4 separate regions of the Mus musculus genome follow, and all the other regions are linked to region 2. A link is a contact called in public HiChIP or PLAC-seq and promoter capture Hi-C data. All regions are on one chromosome and are shown on one strand. Each heading gives the region's core, a stretch centred on a gene start, on an enhancer-like site or on the middle of the called end of the contact. The rest is flanking DNA. Distances are from core to core; before and after follow the strand shown.

Region 1 (4,746 bases), core at 1,367-3,866, 230 kb before region 2:
AACAGCCCAGGACAGGCCCGGGAGTCCCTCCATTAACAGTGTTCTATTGCCAGGGGCTCCACCAGACACTTCACACATACTGTCTCGCTTCAGCCTAGCAAGCCTAAGAGACAAGGATTCATTTCTAGATGAGAGAGCTGAGCTCAGAAAACAGCTCTGTCTAAGGTCACAATGGGCCAGAGACCCACTGCACCACAGAAGCCTACCTTGGTCTCCACACACCAGCTTCTTGCTCACACAGGGAATCTCCACGTAGCCAAAGGCCTTGAGCTGGGCTACCTGCTGTGCGGTGAGAGGATGCTCCCACATGGCAGTGTTCATGGCGGGGCAGAAGAGTAGGGGCTTGTTTAGGTCCCAGGCCCGGATGACACAGGTCTATAAAGAAGGGGAGTGGGGGGAGATGCTGATGCTCTGCCTACTAACCCTTCTCGGTCCTCCCAAATCCTCCCTACTGTCCTTGCCATGGTCAGCAGAGCAGCTGTTGCCTAGGGATGACGGGGTATCACCCATCTACAGAGATCTGTTCTTGCATCCTTGGGAGGGAGGGCTGTCTCTTCATCCCTCATCATTTCCACTCAGGCTCTGGCTTGGTCCTAGACACAGGAGATACCCAATCAGCACCCACAGTGACCCAGATACCTCCAACAGACCTCCATCCTGTATACAATGACCCTGCCCAACAGCCTAAGTCTCCACACAGGCTCACAACTGAAGGACAGAGAAGCAATCCCAGGGGGACAGGAGGCCAGCTTCACTATTCACTGGAAAGCTAGGAACCAGACTGTTCACGCTCTACTCAGCAACAGTTCTACTTCTGGGTAGCAACAGTTCTACAACTAAACTCTGAGAATGAAAACATCCAGCACACTGTACCCTTCGTCATCCATTATCTCAAGAACCCTTACTGTAGCCCTATAAGGAAGGTATTGTCCCTTGTTCAGAGATGGGCAAGCTGCAGCTCCCTGAGAGATAAACAGTTGTCCAAGGTCACACAGATACAAACAGCGACCTATACAGCCATCCTTTTGACTGGGCAGCCTCACCATCTCCCAAAGCCAGACCATACCACCAGGTCACACACCAGAGCAGACCAGTTCAGACCTTCCCTCCCTGATTATTTCCAACTCAGAGTCTTGAGATTTTGAATTCTGAAGTCATGCAAGCTTGATATCAAACCATGGTTGAATGCTAGGTATGGTGACATGCGCCTGTAATATCAGCCCTCTGGAGCCTGAGACAAGAGAATCTCAAGTTCAGGGTCAGACTGGAATACATACCAGGACCCTGTCATTTTTATTTTATTTTATGAAAAATCTTGGGGCTGGCGAGATGGCTCAGCTGGTAAGAGCACTGACTGCTCTTCCAAAGGTCCGGAGTTCAATTCCCATCAACCACACAGTGGCTCACAACCACCCATAATGAGATCTGACGCCCTCTTCTGGTGCGACTGAAGTCAGCTACAGTGTACTTATCTATAATAATAAAGAAATCTTTGGGCTGGAGCGAGCAGGGACCGAGCCTGCCAAGGAACTACCCAAGCCAAGAAGGGCCAACCGGAGCAGGGTAGCCCAGAGTGAGCAGAGGTCCTAAAAATTCAATCCCAACAATCACACGAAGGCTCACAACCATCTGTACAGCTAGCTATAGTGTACCCACATACAATAAAACAAACAAATAAATGAAAATCATTTTAAAAAGAAAGGAAAAAGTTGGGCACTGTAGCATACTCCTTTGATCCTAGCCCTAGGGAGGCAGAGGCATACACAGCTCTCCCAGTTTGAAGCCAGCCTGGTTTACATAGCAACTTCTAGGCCACCAAAGGCTACATAGATCCTGTTTCAAAATAAAATAAAATAATTTTTTAATTAAAAAGACTGTGAATGTTTTTAATGGTGGTGTGGTATAGTAGTAGTTTTTTGAGGCACAATCTCACGTAGCCCAGGTTGGCCTCTGAACTGACAATGTGACAGAAGACCTTCTACTCTTGGTCCCCTGCTTTCCTAAGAGCTGATGTCAGCGGTGGGTACCCCCAGGTCCCAGCAAAAATGCAAAAGCTTTCAACATTCTCAGCTGAGAGCCTGGTACTAAGTACGGGTCCCACAGCTAGGGTTCCTGCATTACCCCAGGCCCAGGCTTGGGAGGCCACAGACTGCTCCTGAAGAAACGGGTTTCCTGTGCTCTGACTTCAGCAGCCACCTCCTCCTGAGAGCTCCCGGGGATACAGCAACTATGACACCCCTGCTCAGAAAGAGTCCCGAGTCCCGAGTGCCCCTGCCCCCTCCTGGGACAGCAAACAGTCTGGAATCTGGTTGCTTGCCTCGTCCCAGGCATCAACATTGGTCTCCCACCAGCTCCTCTCAAGAAGACAAGCTGGCTGTGGGTGGACACCTTCAGTCACATTTCTTCTTGGCTCTGTGCTACCTGCTGCTTTGACAGAGTCATAAGCAAACCTAGAAAGGACCCTTGATGAGTGGTGTAGGAACGGGGTGGGGCTGGGCTCTAAGAACCCTCAAAACAGAGCATGCTGACCACAGCAAACTCCAACCTGTCTGCCCTCGGCAGGGCTACTTCCCAACTGTCTGACTCGCAGCTCAGTGTTTCCTGGACAAACCACAGCTCCTCTGAAGCAACTAGCAGTAGGAAGGGAAGAGGACACTGCCGCTCCAGCCAAGTGGCTGGCAGCATGCTGGGTGCCTCAGCCTTGGCCCTGGGAATCTGCTCAGGCATGGCAGACGGCTGGATCCCAGTCCAGAGACTAGCGTCAGACTGGCAACCTGGGGCATCGACTCCTCTTTCTGGACCTGACAACTTAGCACAGAAGCCAGGCCAGAACAGACGGAGACAGCCATCCCCAGGCATAGGGCCTGGAGAGCAGGACTGAGAACATCTAGCAGGCTCCTCTCCAGCATCCTTCCAATGCTGGAGACAACTGCCTGCAAAGAGGGAGCAGGCTGAGCATCCTTCAGGTCTCTAAGAAGATACTGAGGAGGAGGTGGCCACACCACCTAGAGTGCCAACAGCTCAAACCGTAACACCAGGGATTGTGTCAGACATCTGTCTTCAAGGGAAACTGAGGCAAATGCTTAGTTTGGGGAACATGTTCCACTGTCCAGCCAATTCTGAAGAAGAAAACCTCAAAAACAGAGGTGTAGCAAGCAGCCTGGAAGAAAAAAAAGCCAGGCCCTCAGGCCATGCCTGCAATCCCACCTGGGGAAGGAAGAGAGAGGGGATCAGGATTTCCAGGCCAGTTGGTCTACATGACATTATATTTGTTTTACATGTCTTGACCACATATATGTCTGTGTATCACAAGTGTGCCTGGTGCCCACCAAGGCCAAAAGAAGATGCCAGATCTCGAGACTGATGTTACAGACAGTTGTGAACCTCCACGTGGGTACTAGGAATCAAACCCCAGTCCTCTGAAAGAGCACCCAGTGCTCTTAACCTCTGAGCCATCTCTCCAACTCAGCTCAAGACTGTTTCTAATGGGGGAGGAGCAGCGCATATAACAGCAATAACAATAACATCAACAACAAGGGGGGTGGCCTGCATCTTCAGAGGGAAGGAGGAAGCCTAAGAAAGTGGCTGGGGTTCAGCTCTGAGGTTGGAGTGTTTTATCACATCAGCTGCTGCTAACCTCCCAATGGGAGCGCAGCAGGGTGCACGGCTGAGTACCCCCTCTCCAGTTTCTACTAGGCAGTGACAACCATGCTATACCCAGCTCTGCTTCCCTGTCCTTCCCAGTCTGCTCCTGGCCACAGCATCAGGGAGGGTGTTCCTCCCATCCTATATTCTTAGTCTAACAATGCTTGGGTCACCAGCAGCTTCCCAGAAGAGCGCCTCATAAGCAAATAAGGATACTAGTGTCCGCCTTTCTTTTACACACCATCCTGGGAAATGAGTGAGCCTGGGGTTTCCCACTCACTACACAAGCACTCTGCCACAAGCACTCTGCTCCAGCCCTCTTTACTTTCTTTAGAGATTCATTCTGTAGCCCACCAGGCCTTGAGATTTTGATCCTCCTGCCTCAGCCTCTCAAGTTGCCAGGATTACAGGCTTATGCCACAGGGCCCAGATGAAGGGCCCCCATCATATGTGATATCCTAAAGTTCTTGATGCATCTTCAATATTTATTTCTTCAGCATTTTCAACTCTAAAACTGAGCTGAGTAACACACACCAGTAATGCCAGCATTCAGAAGGCAGAGGCAGGAGGACTGCCAAAAGTCTGACACAAGCCTACACACAAGCACACACAAACACAAACATAAATTCAAAAACAAAAAATATTTATGAGAGAGAATTACTTCCTACCACATACAAGCAGTATTATTAAAGGTCTACTTAGTGCCTAGCACCAAGCAGGCTCCAAAGACTAATGGGCTCACCTGAGCCTACAGTGCTCAGCATGGAAATTTCCCCTGTCTGCATGGTGATCACAACCCTCTCTCCAGAGCCAGCACTCCCCGTGTCCCCAGTAGAAGTCTCCAGAACATGAGAGGTGAAAGGTCAAGAAACAGAGGGAGAGGTGACCAAAGACCTTCCCAGGATTATCACAGAAACGAAGACAGATGCTCTTGAAGGGAGCAGCTCCCAGGAGGTCTCAGAGGCCTAAGCCAATCTGGCAATCACTTCTCACCCAGTTTTCCCCTCTCGTTCTCCCCAAGCTTTCCCTGATAATGTGAAAACTGGGTCTTAGCTTTGGGGTGTTTCTAGATGCCGGTGGGAAGGAGGACCTGACGGGGAA
Region 2 (5,219 bases), core at 367-2,866:
CTCGCTCACCCCACAAGGTCCCTCTTGGGTCAGGCTGGAGACTGCCAGTGTCCCTGGTAGTTACAGAGTGGGTCTGGTTCCCCTCCACCTCCAGCCATCCATCATTGCAGAAGTGGGAATGAGAGACAGCTAGCCTCCCTCCATCAGGAGCCTGGAATATGACCTGCCCCTTGGGCCTCAGTTCCCTGCTATACAAAATGATCAAAAAAAAAAAAAAAAAACTCCTACTTAAGCTCCAAAGATCCAGTGACTGGACACACCCCTTCCAAATAACTGGTCTGGGTCCTGAGAAGCCTGGGAAAATAGACTGATGAGGATGCTGGGGGTGGGGGTGGGGGGAACGGGGTACAGTACCAATGCCCAGTGTCACCTCTACGCAGACTGGAAGCCCTGCCCAGTTTCTCCACCCAAGGGTCAGAGGTCCCTTGCTTTAAGCCTGATCCTCTGGCAGGTCAAGGGTGACAGGCTTAGTTCAAGGACCCGGCCTTCTATCAGGCACAAAGGGAGGTGGCATGGCCCTGGGCTGCTTGGAGCCAATAGAACCTCTGTGCAACGACTGAAGTAGAGTTCAGAACCAGACAAGCCAGGATACCTTCAGGGAAGCCCTGAACGGGAAAGGGCAAACGCCCGGGAGTCCGGCCCATACCACTTCTCTTCCTCCGGGGTCCAGCCACTTCCCACTCTGCTCTCCTCACGGGAGTTGGGGGGTGGGAAGGTAGGACTCTGCAGACCTAAGCCAATTCTCTCGTGGTGCTGGGTAGTACTACCTCCCTTGTGGCTCATTCCCAGTAGTGTTCTGACAGTGATTCCCGGGAGAATTCGAACCCGTTTGGGAGGTGGGGGGTTGGGGGGATGGGTGTGGGCGCGGCGGTGGTGGCTACAGAGGCGGGACGAGCGACCTCCTCCCTTCTAGGGGGCATTAGGACACCCACCTCCTTTGGGGCTGCCCAGCACTCACCTCTCTGGGGGCACTGCGGTCCAGGCCTCCTCACCGAGGGCGGCATCAGTGGCCTGCAGGACAGTCCATGCGGCCAAGGGGGAGGGGAGGGGCACAGGGGTCCCCAGGGGGTGCGGTACAAAGAGGTGTATGGATGCGAAAAGAGAGGGAAGGGGAGCCAGACAGGCAGGGGGACTGCCGCGCAGCCCCAGGCGGGGAGGGAAGAAAGGCGGGGGAAGGGGGCGGGAGGGAGTCCGGGGGGGAGGAAACAATGTAGCCGGCGCGGCCCCGGCAGAGTTCCGCTTCCGAACGCGGCCACGGAGGTTCGGTTTGGGGACGTCGCGCCGCCGCCGGGGGGCCGCCCCGGGCGTTCGATCGCCGCTCGCAGGGCTTGCCTAAGCCCCACACCCCGGAGGCTGGGCGGCCAGAGGCTGGCCAGGCGGGAGGGACGGCTGGCCCGGGGACGGCCCCGACGGCGGCGCGGCCCGGGTTGGCCCTGCTCGGACCCCACCCCGGTGGGATTCCCCGGGGCAGGGCGCAGGGTGGCGCGGAAGCGCAAGGAAGGCAGCAGGCTCAGCGGCGGCGGCCAACCTCAGCTCGCCCGGGCTCCGATGGGAGGAAGCTCGCAGGCCTGGTGAGAGGAAGCGCGGCCCGGATCCTCCGCCCGCTGCGGCGCGCCTGCGCGAGGGGGCCTGCCGGGCGAGCAGCGGGGCGTGGGTCGGCGCCCTCTGCTGGACCTTGGAGGAAATGCGGGGGGTGTGTCCGCGTCTACGCCCTGCCCCCACTTGCTGGCCTTCGCGAAGGCTCCCGAAGGTCCTTTCAGAGGGCCACCAGCATGCTAGAGCCAACCTCTCAGCTTCCTCTAGGCGAAGCTTCCTTGCTAGAGTGGAGGTTAGGCCTAGACTCTTCTGGGACAGTAAGCATGCATTTACACGGCCCCTGCTCTGTAGTCTACCACCGTCTCTGCTTCCTCCTCCTCCTTCTCCTCCTCTTCCCCCCCCCCCCCCCCCCAGCGAAGTTTTCTTTCTATAGTGGAGGCTAGGCCTAGACTCTTCTGGGACAGTAAGCATGCATTTACACAGCCCCTGCTCTGTAGTCTACCACCGTCCTTCTCCTTCCTTCTCCTCCACCTCCTTTCTCCTCTCTCCTCCTCCTCTTCTTCCTTCTCTTCCTCTTCTTCCTTCTCCTCCTTTGTAGTTTTTTTGTTATCTTTTGTTTTTCTGAGACAGGGTCTCACTATGTAGCTCTGGAACTTGCTCTGTAGACCAGGCTGGCCTCGAACTCATAAAGATCTGCCTGCTTCTTCCTCCCAAGTGCTAGAATTAAAGAGTGCATTTCCGGGCGGTGGTGGCCCACGCCTTTAATCCCAGCACTCAGGAGGCAGAGGCAGGTGGATTTCTGAATTTGAGGCCAGCCTGGTCTACAAAGTGAGTTCCAGGACAGCCAGGGCTACACAGAGAAACCCTGTCTCGAAAAACAAAACAAAACATAAAACAAACAAACAAAAAGAGTGTGCATCACCACTACCCGGCCGGAGTCCACTTCTTAAAACCTCTATATCTGCCAAATTCTCATGAGGGGTTGTTGCAAAAATATTGTCACAAAGAACAAATTGATAAACAATGAAAAAAAAAAAAAAGGTACAAGGTCCACAAGAAACAGGAAAGAAGGGAACATGGGTTGATTTTCTAGATCTGGGAACACAGCAGGGAGACCTGACTTACTTCGTGTGTAGGGGAAAGCAGAAAGAGATGCGGTCAGTCCTGCAAGCTACAGGGCCAAAGAACCACAGAGCTTCTTGGAACTCTTCCGGGCTTTATTTTCAGCTGAGATGCAATAGGGAAGTTGTCACTGGCTGTGTAACAACGTCGGACCAGTTAGCTAATCTCTGTCTGTCCTTTTCCACTGTGGTTTGGTAAAGTGAGCAAGAGCGGTACCACCAACTTTGTAAGGTTTTGTGGAGAGGAAATGAGTTAATAGGTTTGAAGTGCTCGGTGCGCAAGTGGCACGTGGTGAGTCCTCAATTAAACACGGGCTGTTATTATGCACCATTGTTAATGAGGAGTCCGGGATCCTCCCGGAGCAATTTGCTCTCAGCTACAGGAGCAAGCAGTGCTCCTGTATGGGAGGGCCACAGAATGGAAGCACAGTGGCTAGAGAGAAGCCAGAAAGTCCGTTGGAGGTGCTAGGTGTAGGAGCACTTTCTAAGGACCAGGACTGAAAGAGGGTACTAGTTTAGGAGCAGGGGATGGGGGTGAGGGAGTGGGAGGGGGATCTTCAGATGGGAGAGGAGACGCTGCTGGCAAAGACTTGGAATGCAATGTAAAGTGGTACTGACTGAGGGGAAGAAAGGGGCTCTGTGAGAAGCAAGGTTGCAGATTGCAAATAACTTAAAATGTTAGAAGCAGGAGTTGGATATGCTCAACTCCCACCCCAGACGACAGGTTGGTCTTCTCACCCAGCATGCCTAGTACCAGTTTGCTTACAGGGAACTGGTTCTTTAGGGACACCTTTGGTGGAGGCACCTAGAAGATCTCAGAGTTAGGTGTGACACAGAGGGGGGGGGGGAAACAGATATTTGGGGACCGAATCTCAAGGTTAAATCTCAAGAGCTGTGTGGCTTTGAACTAGTTACCTAAGGTCTCTGAGCTGTTTCCTCTTTGGTGAGATCAGGCTGAGAGCATGCCTCTTTCATGAGAGATGGTGCAGATTCAGCAAGATAACAGGCCTGGAGTGATGGTGCATGTGTGTGTGTGTGTGTGTGTGTGTGTGTGTGTGTGTGTGTGAGAGAGAGAGAGAGAGAGAGAGTGAGAGAGAGAGAGAGAGAGAGAGAGAGAGAGAGAGAGTGTGTGTGTGTGTGTGTGTGTGTATCAGACTTCACTTTCTTTCCTTTGAGGTCAAGATGGAATGATAACATGGCCCCAGTTGGGGATGCTGCTGCTGCTCAGCCTGAAGGAAAGGGCTTCAGCGGGCTGCAAAGCCTTCTGGGAGGGAGAGACTGACATCACCTCCACTCTGTCTGATAAAAGGGGGCTGAGTGGTGGGGAGGCTGTGGAGACTTGGGGGGCGGAATACCTGAGTAAATATGCTATGTTTTGCTCCAGCTTTATCACCAATACATCTTCTGTTACCCACAAACACTACCCCCTTAGTGTGCTGGGGCCCAGAATGTGAACTTTGGAATCAAATAAACCTGTATTTGAATTCTGACTCCACCTCTTCTCAGCAAAGTGAGAGAGAGAGAGAGAGAGAGAGAGAGAGAGAGAGAGAGAGAGAGAGAGAGAAAGAGAGAGAGGATAACCTTTTTTGAATTCTGGGCATTGGGAATTAAAGCCTGAATTGGGTATTGTAAGGAGCAGCTAACATGCAAGTTTATCATTCATGAACTCATTCCCTCTCAAAAAATATGGAACCTGGCTGAGACCGGCAGGCATGCTGGAGATGAGTGGAGGGACTGAGGAGGACACCACGGGTCTTGTCCAAAGCAGAACAGAGAAAACCAGTCTGACCAGCCACGGCTTATGAAGGCTAGGAACACCCAGTGGACAGAACCAAAAAGTCAGCTTCTGGACTCACGAAAGGGCCATTCAAGAATGCAGCTTTGACAGAGAAACCCTGTCTCAGGGGGGAAAATGCAACTTTGGCTAAGCTGAGCCTGAATTGCCTGTAATATATAAATATGTCGGGACAGCATTTGAGACTTACACTCCCGGACTGGGCTTCTGGTCCTTGGGTAGTGGGGCTAACCCCAAGGGGTTGTAGGAAGAGTAATGTGTGTGTATTGGGGAAGGCTGGCTAAGGACTCCCACATACTGAGGTGCCCAGTGGCTCAAGAACAATCAGAAGGCCAAGATCACGGTGAACTCGAAGGCTGTGTGTGGGTGGGGGGAGTGGAAAACGGGCACCAGAGACACATTCTGGTTTTGGGTTACATTGCATAAATAATCCAGAGCCACTGAACAACTTTAAGCAGAGGCCTGACATTAAGAAGAGTAAAGGTGGGGCTGGTGAGATGGCTCAGTGGGTAAGAGCACCCGACTGCTCTTCCGAAGGTCCAAAGTTCAAATCCCAGCAACCACATGGTGGCTCACAACCACCCGTAATGAGATCTGATGTCCTCTTCTGGAGTGTCTGAAGACAGCTACAGTGTACTTACATATAATAAATAAATAATAAGTAAATAAATCTTAAAAAAAAAAAAAAAAAAAAAAAAAAGAAGAGTAAAGGTTAGACGCTCAGTGGATGGTTCAGCAGGTAGAAAGCACTTACTTCCAGAGCCCAA
Region 3 (5,033 bases), core at 748-3,247, 140 kb before region 2:
GCGACCCCGCGGCTAATCACGATGTGCATTTACATTTTAAGTGCTGCTGAGGGAGCTGGAAAGGAAGCGATGCGCGGGCGGGGAACCGGGCCTTTTCTGCGTTCTCCCTCCACAGGAAAATAAAGTGAATGGGAGAGTCTCTGGCAGAGGGTAGTGGTACTGGGAGAGGGTGGCGGTGTCCTTGAGGGCCAACTTGGGTAGAGGCACAACCATTCACTCTTTTCAGAACAAACCTGCTGCCCCCAGATCTTCCAAATTGTAGTGTACGGCCTACATGATTTCCAAGTTGTTTAACCCAGGCTTGCATACTCCAGGGAACGCAGAGCTCTCTTCTTTTCCAACCAGCACATTCCTACATAGCTTCTAGTCTTTCTGGAACTTTTTCTCAGATCAATCCAAAACTGCCGACTTTAAGTCCACCACTTGCCTGAGTGCACTCAGTCGTGGGGTCTCCCCAAGGTTGGGACTCCAGAGCCTGCTTCTCCCTGTGAAATCTACAAGAATTAAGATTAGATCCAGGGCAGAGTCCCAGTTCGGGGCACACTCCTGGAGTGTGAGCAGGAGATTGGAGCCAGTCACTCACACTTGAGGTAAAAATAAAAAATAAAAAGTCCAGCTGCTGCAGCCACACTCCAAGAAGAGATGAGATATAAGCTCGTTGTTCTGAGCTGAGGGGCTGAGAATTGTCACAGATAGCAAAGAGGAAGAGGAGGGCCGGGCAGCTCTCCCCCTAGACTGATGCTGTGCTCATCCAAACACCATCTTGCTGATACTTTGAGAACACCGTTCCTTACAGTCCTCAGTGCGTCTTCCTTCCCGGTGCTTCCCACGTCTGTCTGATTCCCTCCCTGCCTTTCCATGGAAACGGGATTGAATATTGAGGGCGTGGCCCCAGGCCAGGGTCACTCCTTATTAAACAGTCTTGCTTTGATCAGACCTCATCTTTCTACTGCCCACCTCACCTCGCAGCAGAGCCCGAGCCTCTGCTCAGATTCAGTGGAGTTCCCAGAGTTTGCAAGTACCCGCCCCCACACACACACATTCCGCCAAGGCACTCCACCCTGCCTCCCACCTCTTAAAACCTGTCTTCTCTCAGTCTCCTTTTAACAAAAACAACCCTCTGGATTTCTAGAGGCCAAGGCTGACTGGCAAGGAATTCCACCTGGAATTGGAAGTCAGGAATCCGGCGTTAGCTCGGGCTGAGCCACGCTCATAAACATGTATGCAGCTCCAGTAAAGGACTTTCAGGCATGAATATAAGAATTTAACGCCTTGGAAGAAATGGTCTCCTGTTCCCCATTCACTTTAGGCTGGCCCAACGCATCACTTCCTGCATTTCAGAGGTGCATAGGTGCCGGGAGCCTGGAGGTATGATCAGGAGGAGCAAAGCTTAGTGTCTCTCTAAGCAGCTACGCAAGGACCAGGCCACGACGTAGCGGTCCCAGCCCAGGGAAGGCGCTGCGTGCAGCCGCAGCCAACGCCTCCCACTCTCTGCTGACCATGCACTGGCTGCCCTTGACGCAAAAATATAGTAAGAGAACGGGAGGGAGGTCCCTGGAGGGGTGGAGTAGCGAAGCCCCAAAAGGTGGTTTGGAGATCTCTTACCTAGGAGGGGTCTAGGGATGCCCTTGCGCTGGAACCCCGCAGGGCTCAGGGACCAGGCTTGAGTCGGCATTTGAACCTTAAGCATAGTATTTATTTAGGTTGTTCCTGCATAAGGTCTGGTTCAGGGAGAACAGATGGTGACTTCGGAGAACTTCACCTCCCAAATCACCCGTGGCTCTGTGACCCCAGCCGCTGAGCTCCAGCGCTGGATCCCAAAGGCTGGAGGGACTGGGACAAGTCACGCAGAGTTGGGGCGGGTCCTGGGCGAAGGGGCGGGTCCTATCTGGCTCCCAGGCGGAGCTTCTGCTAAAGGCGCGGAGCACAAGGTGCCGAGGGCGCAGAGTAGAACATCACTACCCTGTAGAAGTCTGGGCTGAAGACTGCACGTTCCCAGCCCACCCTCCAACCTTCACTCGGCGCCGGCACCCCAATCCCTGCCAGCTCTCGCCCGGCACGACCCGCGGCCATGCAGCCCCGGGCTTGAGGCGGCCCCATGGCAAAACCTGCGATCCCAGCGACGACGGCGCATGGAGAACTTCCGTAAGGTGCGCTCGGAGGAGGCGCCGGCGGGGGACGGTGATGAGGGTGGCAGCCCGAACTCTGGCCCTTTTGCAGATCTGGCACCCGGTGCTGTACACATGCGGGTCAAGGAGGGCAGCAAGATCCGCAACCTACTGGCCTTCGCCACCGCCAGCATGGCGCAGCCAGCCACGCGCGCCATCGTCTTCAGTGGCTGCGGCCGGGCCACCACCAAGACCGTCACGTGCGCCGAGATTCTCAAGCGCCGCCTGGCGGGCTTACACCAGGTCACGCGGCTGCGCTACCGGAGCGTGCGCGAGGTGTGGCAGAGCCTCCCGCCTGGGCCCACACCGGGTCAGACGCCCAGCGATCCGGCCGCCAGTCTCAGTGTACTTAAGAATGTACCGAGCCTCGCCATCCTACTTTCAAAGGACGCACTGGATCCACGACAACTTGGCTACCAGCCTCCGAACCTCAGTCCTGGTCCTTCGTCCCCTCCTACGGTGTCGACGTCCAAGAGGAGCCTGGGGGAATCTGCTGCTGAAGAAGGCACCGCTAAGCGGTCTCAGCCTGAGCCAGAGGCTGAGAATGAGGACAGGACCGCCTGAGAATTCTCGCCTCTGAGCCACCCAGACCGACTGAATCATATATCTTCAACACTCCTGCATACCTTTCAACACACGCACCTTTCATACCTGGGTTTTAAGGGGCCCATGTTCCTGGACACCGGTCCTCAGAATGACAGCGCGGATCCCAAGGCGACAGGAGAGAGCTCAGGAATGAGAAGAGAGGATCCTTGAAGTCCAAGGAAACTTTGTGGGACATGTTACCAGAAGCCACAGAACACCACCCACACCTTTGCTAGGCCGTCTTTTTTAGGGAAGCATGGTGGGTAGTGGGACTCTTGAGCTTTCTTGGGGACCCAGACGTTAAAAGCACCCAGTATGCATGGATGCTGACAGTTGAGGCTTTAAAAATCATCTTTGCTGTTAACTGAGAGCGGGAGCTACGGAGCTGATTACTTGAGGATGGCCAAGTTGAAAATGTCCGGACCCTATTCTGCACCCCCACACACACACACACCCTAGCAATTCCCTTTTAGCATCCCTCCCCCACCCGCCTTGCATGATGGCTGAGAGGGGACTTAGGACAAAATCTGCCATGCTTCCTCCCCGAGTCCTGCTGGAGTCTTGCTTCCAATAAAACAAACGTGAAAATGGCTCTGTCTTCAGTTTTGTTCTTTTTTTCTTTTTCCTTACCCACTCGCCTGTGCAGAGACCACTTTGGCATGCTTGCCTTCAACCCTATTAGCCTTTGGAGTCTTCAAGGTCAGACACAGAGACTGGGGCAGTGTCAAAATGTTGAAAGAGGGACTTGTGGTGGAGGGGGCCGGGGTCTGTGTCACTGTTGTATCACCACAAGGGAAAGGAAGCAGTTTTGCTACTTCTCTGGGAGGGGAAGGAGGGGGGAGCATTGATGAGCTGGAGGCGGCAGCCTGCCAAGGCCGGCAGACCATGCTAAGGTTCTAACCTTGCTCGCTCCTCGCAGTAGACATTCTTACCCAGAGGCAGGCACAAAGCCCCAAGAGTAGGAGCTCCCCTTCACTGCCCTCTCTCTGCAAAAGGACAGCACACCCTTGGGAGAGGGGGAGGAGAGAGACAGCACAAATCCACTGCTGGAAATTACTATTCAGCAGAGAAGCTTGGGCTGTGAATCACTGCGGGCTCCCTGATAAGCCGCTGCCTCCAGCCCTGCACAGCTGTGTGTGGAGAGATAACAGCCTCAGATGCCTCTCAGCCCAAGTCCAAGCCTGGAGGGGGCGGGGGTGTGCTGTGTGCTGGGGAGCTGTGCAGCGTACAGCTCAGAATCTTCAGAGCAGATGCTACCCCATGGAACCCAGCACCTCTGGAAAGGAGATGGGAGAGAATAAATTTGTAAGTCACTTTGCCTGTAGAACCTTGAAATAAATCCTACTGGCGAGGACGTGGGTTTCTGCAGCTGATGGAGGGCGCCTTGGGGAAGCCTCTTCTCTCTTCCCAGTATCTCTGCTTGTGTTTTGGATCACTGACTCTTGTCATCCAGACTGTCGATCATTGCCTTTCACCTCCCACCCCACCTTCCTGACTTAATTATTTATTTTTAGGAGAGGTCTTGCCATGTAGTGCAGGCTGGACAAGAACTGATCCTCCTGCCCTAGCCTCCCAAATGCTGCGATTACAGGTGTGTAATTTGTCCAGCTCTATTTCTTGTTCTTGAGGAATCCCTAGGGAGAGCCAGGGGATCTAGATGTGTTTGTTGGCCTGATGTGGAGTAAGATGCATGGAAGACTGAAGTTACTGAAGATGTAACTCGGCTGGGAGAGCATTTGCCCAGCATGTATAAAGTCTGTTTTTTGACTCCCAGCACCATGTAAATTTGTCATGGTGGTGCACCCCTGTACTACCTGAATCTAGAGGTGGAAACAGGAATACAAAAAATTAAAGATCAGGCTGGAGGGATGGCGGTTAAGAGCACTGACTGCTCTTTGTAAGGTCCTGAGTTCAAATCCCAGCAACCACATGGTGGCTCACAACCATCTGCAATGGGCTCTGATGCCCTCTTCTGGTGTGTCTGAAGATAGCTACAGTGTACTTACATATAACTAAAATAAATCTAAAAAAAAAAAAAAAAGATCATCCTTGGCTACACATGGAGGAGTGTACAAAGTGTCACCACTGGCCAGCCTGGACAAAGTGTCTTAGGAAACAGTAAACTATCCAGACAACTAAGGTACCCTGGACTACTGGGCTTCTGAAACTAAAGGGAAGATAAGATTTAGAAGTCATGCTGAGCGGTGGTGGCGCACACCTTTAATCCCAGCACTCAGGAGGCAGAGGCAGGCGGATTTCTGAGTTTGAGGCCAACCTGGT
Region 4 (4,505 bases), core at 450-2,949, 180 kb before region 2:
AAGGGAGAACTCAGAGGGTTCTCTTAAACAGAACAAGACACTTCCTCAAGGGAGGTCACTACTTAGTCCACTTATTTTGTCCCTAGAGAAAGTGTTAGCAGAAAGATACCCAGAGAGGGGTATCAACTTGTTCAGCAGTGACCAGCCAAAGAGGGGGCTAAAGAGACAACCACACTGGAGAGATGGCTCAGTGATTAAGAGCCCTGACTGCACTTCCAGAAGACCAAACTTTCCCCAGTACCCACATGGCAACTTACAACCATTTGTAACTCCATGGGCTCCAACGCTGGGTCGGAGGACACTGCACACAATGGTGCACATACAAGCAGGCAAAACACCCATATATATGTATATGTAGATTACAATTTAAAAACATAAAGGAAAGAAAAATAGAAATGGCCACAAGTCCCAGGACTCCTAATCCCCTCTACTAACACTCCATTTTCGATGGCCCATCCCTGCCACGGTTCTCTCTCAGCAATGGAGAGCTGGTCCTATCTCTCCAAGTTCCCACAGACGCTAAACTAGCAACCCCAAGCAAAATCTCTCTGCCAACCGTGGCCCTGCCAGAATCATCTCCCTCTTTCACAGTCCTGATGGAGAAGACATAATGGGTAACGCACGGGTTGCACATTTCTCTAGACCATCCCTCCCACACACACCACAGACAGGCTGGGGTGGAGCAGCAGTGCTTCATGCCCACCTCTGAACTTTGTCCATTACCACACTGAGATGCCCTCTCTCGCCTCTGCCTCCTTCCAAATCCCACCTCCAGAAAGTCTCCTCCTGACAGCTGCTGCCTCTTGTCTCTGTCTCCAGCCCTGGCCTTTGCTGATCTCCTCAAGTCGGCCTTTAACAACCAATTATCAGTCCTAGTCTTACTTGACTCCCCCAGACTCCAGATCAGGAGAACCTCAAGGCAAGGACGGGGATTGGTTCTTACACATCTCCCCTCCTTCCTCGTGACTGACTGGTGCTAATGCTGGATGCGCTACATCCAGCACCCCCATCCCACTCCCCAAAGCCCTGGTGGTATCCGGGCCCTAGGCAGTGCACCCATCCCCCTCCTCCAAAAACCAGGCTGCTCAGACCCGCGGTACAAAGGTCGGCCTTCCAGGGATGAGTACAACTTGGGTCCACCTGCAGGTGCCTTTTGTGATACCACGGTCACTAGATTCCAGACGTTCCCATCCCCGGCCGCATGCGCCATCCCAAAAGGAGGAGGCCGGCTTCCAGGGAATGCCAGGTGGAACTCGGGGTTTGTGGGGTGGAGGGCCCAAAGCCCAGGCTCCATCCAAGGGCCTGACGTCACCCAAATCCCGGGCTCCCTCTGCGGGGACAGAGGAAAGAGGAAACAGGAATGGGGAGGAGGATTTAGGGGTGTACAAAGAGCGCTTACCACCCCAAGCAGGAAAGGTCACCTCGACTCCCCACCTCTCCAGAAGCTCGACCTACCCCCTCAAATGAAGAGGGACTCTTTGAAGGCAGAAAATTGGAGCCGCTGACACCTCTCCAACCCAGCTCGTAGCTTCCCCGCAGTGCCCTCCTTGGGTCTCCAGGCCCAGGACTCACCAGCCCCGACCGCTCGGCTGCAGAAAGGTAGTCGCGCTGCGCCGCGCTGAGCTGCGCTGCACCGGGCGATCAGGCGCGGAGCGGGCCGCGAGCGGCTCCCGGATTGGGGGCGGGGAGCGTGCGCGCGCGTCCGAGGCGGGCCCGCGCGCTCCCGTGCCGCCCTGCCTGCTGCAACCACTCTCGCGAGACTCCCACACTGCTCGTAAGGCTATTCCACGAGCGCTCGCGAGAAGCAAGGCACCGGCGCCTCCGCACCTTGCAGGAGCTGTCCGTGGTGCTAAATATTCGGCCGTTCCTCGTCCAGGTGCTAGGTGGGCACCTTGGGGACAAGAGCACAGTGAGTGCATAGAAAGGAGAAACATACAGTAGTGCCAGCAACTAGTGCCTTAACTTCCACATCTGCAAAGTGGGAAGAATAACCCCCATACCAATCGCAGGGACCTGTGGGATGTACCGGGAAAGAGGAAGAGACAGCTTGATGAGGGGCTGGAGAAATGGCTCAGTGGTTAAGTGTACTTGTTGTGCTCTTACAAAGGGTTGGGGTTTGATTCCTAGCACCCATATGGTAGTACCATAACCCCAGTTCCGGGGATCCAAATCCAGAGTGCTTGTCTCTGTGAGTTCAAAGGCAGCTTAATCTTCATAAGTTCCAGGACAGTTGGAGCTACATAGTGAGATCTCAGAGACAGACAGAGAGAGACAGAGAGAGCACAGGTGTGTGGGTTGATTCACATCAATATTCCTAGCCCTTCCAAGACACAGGCAATGGGGTCAGTGCAAGTTCAAAGCCAGTTTATCTACACAGCAAGTGGGGAAGTACTGGACTACCAGGATACACATGAGCTACTGTCTCAAAAAGGAAGGGAAATAAGGAATAGAAGAATAAGGAATAGCTCTGAAAAAAAAAAGACAAGAAAGAAGAAGAAGGAAAGAGATAATAATGTACAGATGTTAACAGCAAGAATGAGAAGGGACCAAGGTAAATGCTTACAAGTGCAGAATTAGTGTAGCTCCGAGACTCCTTGGCGACATGGGGCTGGGGTAGGAAGACAAGCTGCCATTGTGAGTGGTGTTTACATAGTAAAACCCTGTGGGTCCTCCACAGCCAAGGCCATCCCCTGCCCTGCCAACCAATGGCTTCGATCCCTCACCCACACCACCCTGGGCCTGGAAGAGGGCTTCAGTGGGTGGGATACACTGCAGGGATTCTTTGCCCAGACTAAGGGCCCATTGTGTGGCTCTAGCCTGCTGGCACTGGGGCCTCACTCCCACAGCTGGCATGGGAAGGGAGGGAGAGGAGAAGAGCAGACAAGAACAAGTGCAGAAGAGACCAGAAGGAGGCTGAGCTGGCCGAACAGGAAGCAGCAGAAGCTACCAGACCAGCCAGAAGGAAGAGTCCCAGCCTTCAAACAGAGACCAGATTCTCTTTTATTTTCAATTTCTTTTTATTTTTTATGATTATTTTGATGTATAAAAATTATATATAATTTTTCATTGTTATATTTTGTGCGGGGTGTTTTGCCTACATACGTGTCTGTGCACCATATAACCTGCAGTGCCTGTGGAAGTTGGAAGAGCACATGGGACAATCGTCTAGGGACTGGAGATGGTTGTGTTCTGCCATCATTAGGGTCATGGGCATAAGACCCTGGTTCCTCTGGAAGAGTAGCCAGTCCTCTCAACCCACAGAGCCATCTCTCCAGCCCCTGGACTTCCAGGTTCAAATGATTGAGTATGTTAGGCAGGTAGCGAGCAAAAATAAAAGAACAAACAGCAAGTAGCAGATGTGGAGTAAACATCAGGACATCGGGCTGACAACATCTAGCAGAGGCCTGGGGTGGGGTCAGGGGACAGCCATGCTGTAGTTTCCCCCACTGACAGTATCTTTGTCAAAGAGGTCCAGGCTTCCTGTTCACACTGGAGGCAGATTTACACCACGGTAACATCTGGGGAAAGTGTATCTTCCAGCTGTGCACAAGAGCACAGTGTTTTTACTCTTGGGTTATTTTGCTCTACTCTCTGCCAGTCACAGAAGCAAGGCGCCAGCCTCCCCCCAGACAAAGGGCTTTGGTGGACACTTTATATAAGAATGCTTGGGTCACCGGGCAGTGGTGGCGCACGCCTTTAATCCCAGCACTCGGGAGGCAGAGGCAGGCGGATTTCTGAGTTCAAGGCCAGCCTGGTCTACAAAGTGAGTTCCAGGACAGCCAGGTCTACACAGAGAAACCCTGTCTTGAAAAACTACAAATAAATAAATAAATAATAAAAAAATAATAAAAAAGAATGCTTGGGTCAAGATTGCTAAGGGAAATCCCCCTACATCCAGTTTCTCAATAAAGGTTAACAGCACACGACAATCGATCAGTATGTTTTGTATTACATCACTACTGACTATCCCTGAAATAAACCAAGTTTATGCTGGTTTACAAAACTACGGGGAGAACCGATGAACTTATGAGGTCTGAGAGCGACAGCTTGGACAAAAGCTGGGACCTGGGATGATAACGCTTCCTCAGGGTGAATATCTGGATTCCACATGGAACTATTAAGAGATAACTTATGGCTCATATGGGCCGTTTAGAGAAGATGTTGGTGTTCTCATATAATAATTGTACTATTCATAAATAATTTTCCCCTGATCACTCAATTGAGATTCTTAATCGATTTTTTAAAAATGAGATAGGGGACTGGAGAGATGGCTCAGTGATTAAGAGCACTGACTGCTCTCCCAGAGGTCCTGAATTCAATTCCCAGCAACCACATGGTGGCTCACAACCATCTGTAATGGGATCTGGTGTGTGACCTCTTCTGGTGTGTCTGAAGAGACATTGTGGCACTTTTGTGAATGGAGGGGAATAATTGTGTCATAGTGACCATCATGTAAACAAATGCTTGTTTAACCAGCATTTGTGGATCACTTACAAGAAGAAGCG

What was found. HiChIP or PLAC-seq counts read pairs in DNA pulled down with a chosen protein or histone mark. Capture Hi-C pulls out chosen DNA fragments and counts their contacts.
Region 1: a contact with region 2 is called in an HNF4G HiChIP or PLAC-seq map of pancreatic cancer cells. The contact joins the enhancer-like site here to the promoter of Csk in region 2. A contact is called at or near these places in 2 of 39 promoter capture datasets (the C10 cell line and pre-B cells), 2 of 484 Hi-C or Micro-C datasets (granulocyte-monocyte progenitors and spermatogonial stem cells), 5 of 115 datasets of contacts at active chromatin or transcription factors (T-cell acute lymphoblastic leukemia, embryonic stem cells and pancreatic cancer cells) and 1 of 9 other capture datasets (adipose tissue).
Region 3: an H3K4me3 HiChIP or PLAC-seq map of embryonic stem cells shows a contact between it and region 2, with 35 read pairs. The contact joins the promoter of Rpp25 here to the promoter of Csk in region 2. A contact is called at or near these places in 6 of 39 promoter capture datasets (the SN4741 cell line, embryonic stem cells, neural stem cells and 1 more), 17 of 115 datasets of contacts at active chromatin or transcription factors (the HPC-7 cell line, craniofacial prominence, embryonic forebrain and 9 more) and 4 of 9 other capture datasets (adipose tissue, liver, macrophages and 1 more).
Region 4: a promoter capture Hi-C map of adipose tissue shows a contact between it and region 2. The contact joins the promoter of Scamp5 here to the promoter of Csk in region 2. A contact is called at or near these places in 7 of 39 promoter capture datasets (embryonic stem cells, hippocampal neurons, liver and 1 more), 29 of 484 Hi-C or Micro-C datasets (the C2C12 cell line, the G1E-ER4 cell line, the HL-1 cell line and 7 more), 12 of 115 datasets of contacts at active chromatin or transcription factors (T-cell acute lymphoblastic leukemia, embryonic hindbrain, embryonic stem cells and 1 more) and 3 of 9 other capture datasets (adipose tissue, embryonic stem cells and pancreatic islet).

Annotation. Positions count from the first base shown.
Region 1 is chr9:57,414,880-57,419,625 of GRCm38.p6, forward strand. It overlaps Ppcdc (phosphopantothenoylcysteine decarboxylase), which reads right to left. Exons shown (of 7, transcript NM_176831.5): 6 at 207-375. Among named protein-coding and RNA genes, the nearest start is that of Ppcdc, 23 kb to the right of the region's middle. Within about 2 kb of position 2,617, at least 30 of the 459 cell types and tissues checked have an H3K27ac peak or open chromatin away from gene starts, as enhancers often do. A contact at or near this core is called in granulocyte-monocyte progenitors and pancreatic cancer cells, where this site is marked.
Region 2 is chr9:57,644,037-57,649,255 of GRCm38.p6, forward strand. Csk (c-src tyrosine kinase) reads right to left here and starts at 1,617. Exons shown (of 13, transcript NM_007783.3): 1 at 959-1,617.
Region 3 is chr9:57,502,105-57,507,137 of GRCm38.p6, forward strand. Rpp25 (ribonuclease P/MRP 25 subunit) reads left to right here and starts at 1,998. Exons shown (of 1, transcript NM_133982.1): 1 at 1,998-3,343. The coding sequence starts at 2,133. The coding sequence ends at 2,732.
Region 4 is chr9:57,466,361-57,470,865 of GRCm38.p6, forward strand. It overlaps Scamp5 (secretory carrier membrane protein 5), which reads right to left and starts at 1,700. Exons shown (of 7, transcript NM_020270.3): 1 at 1,573-1,700.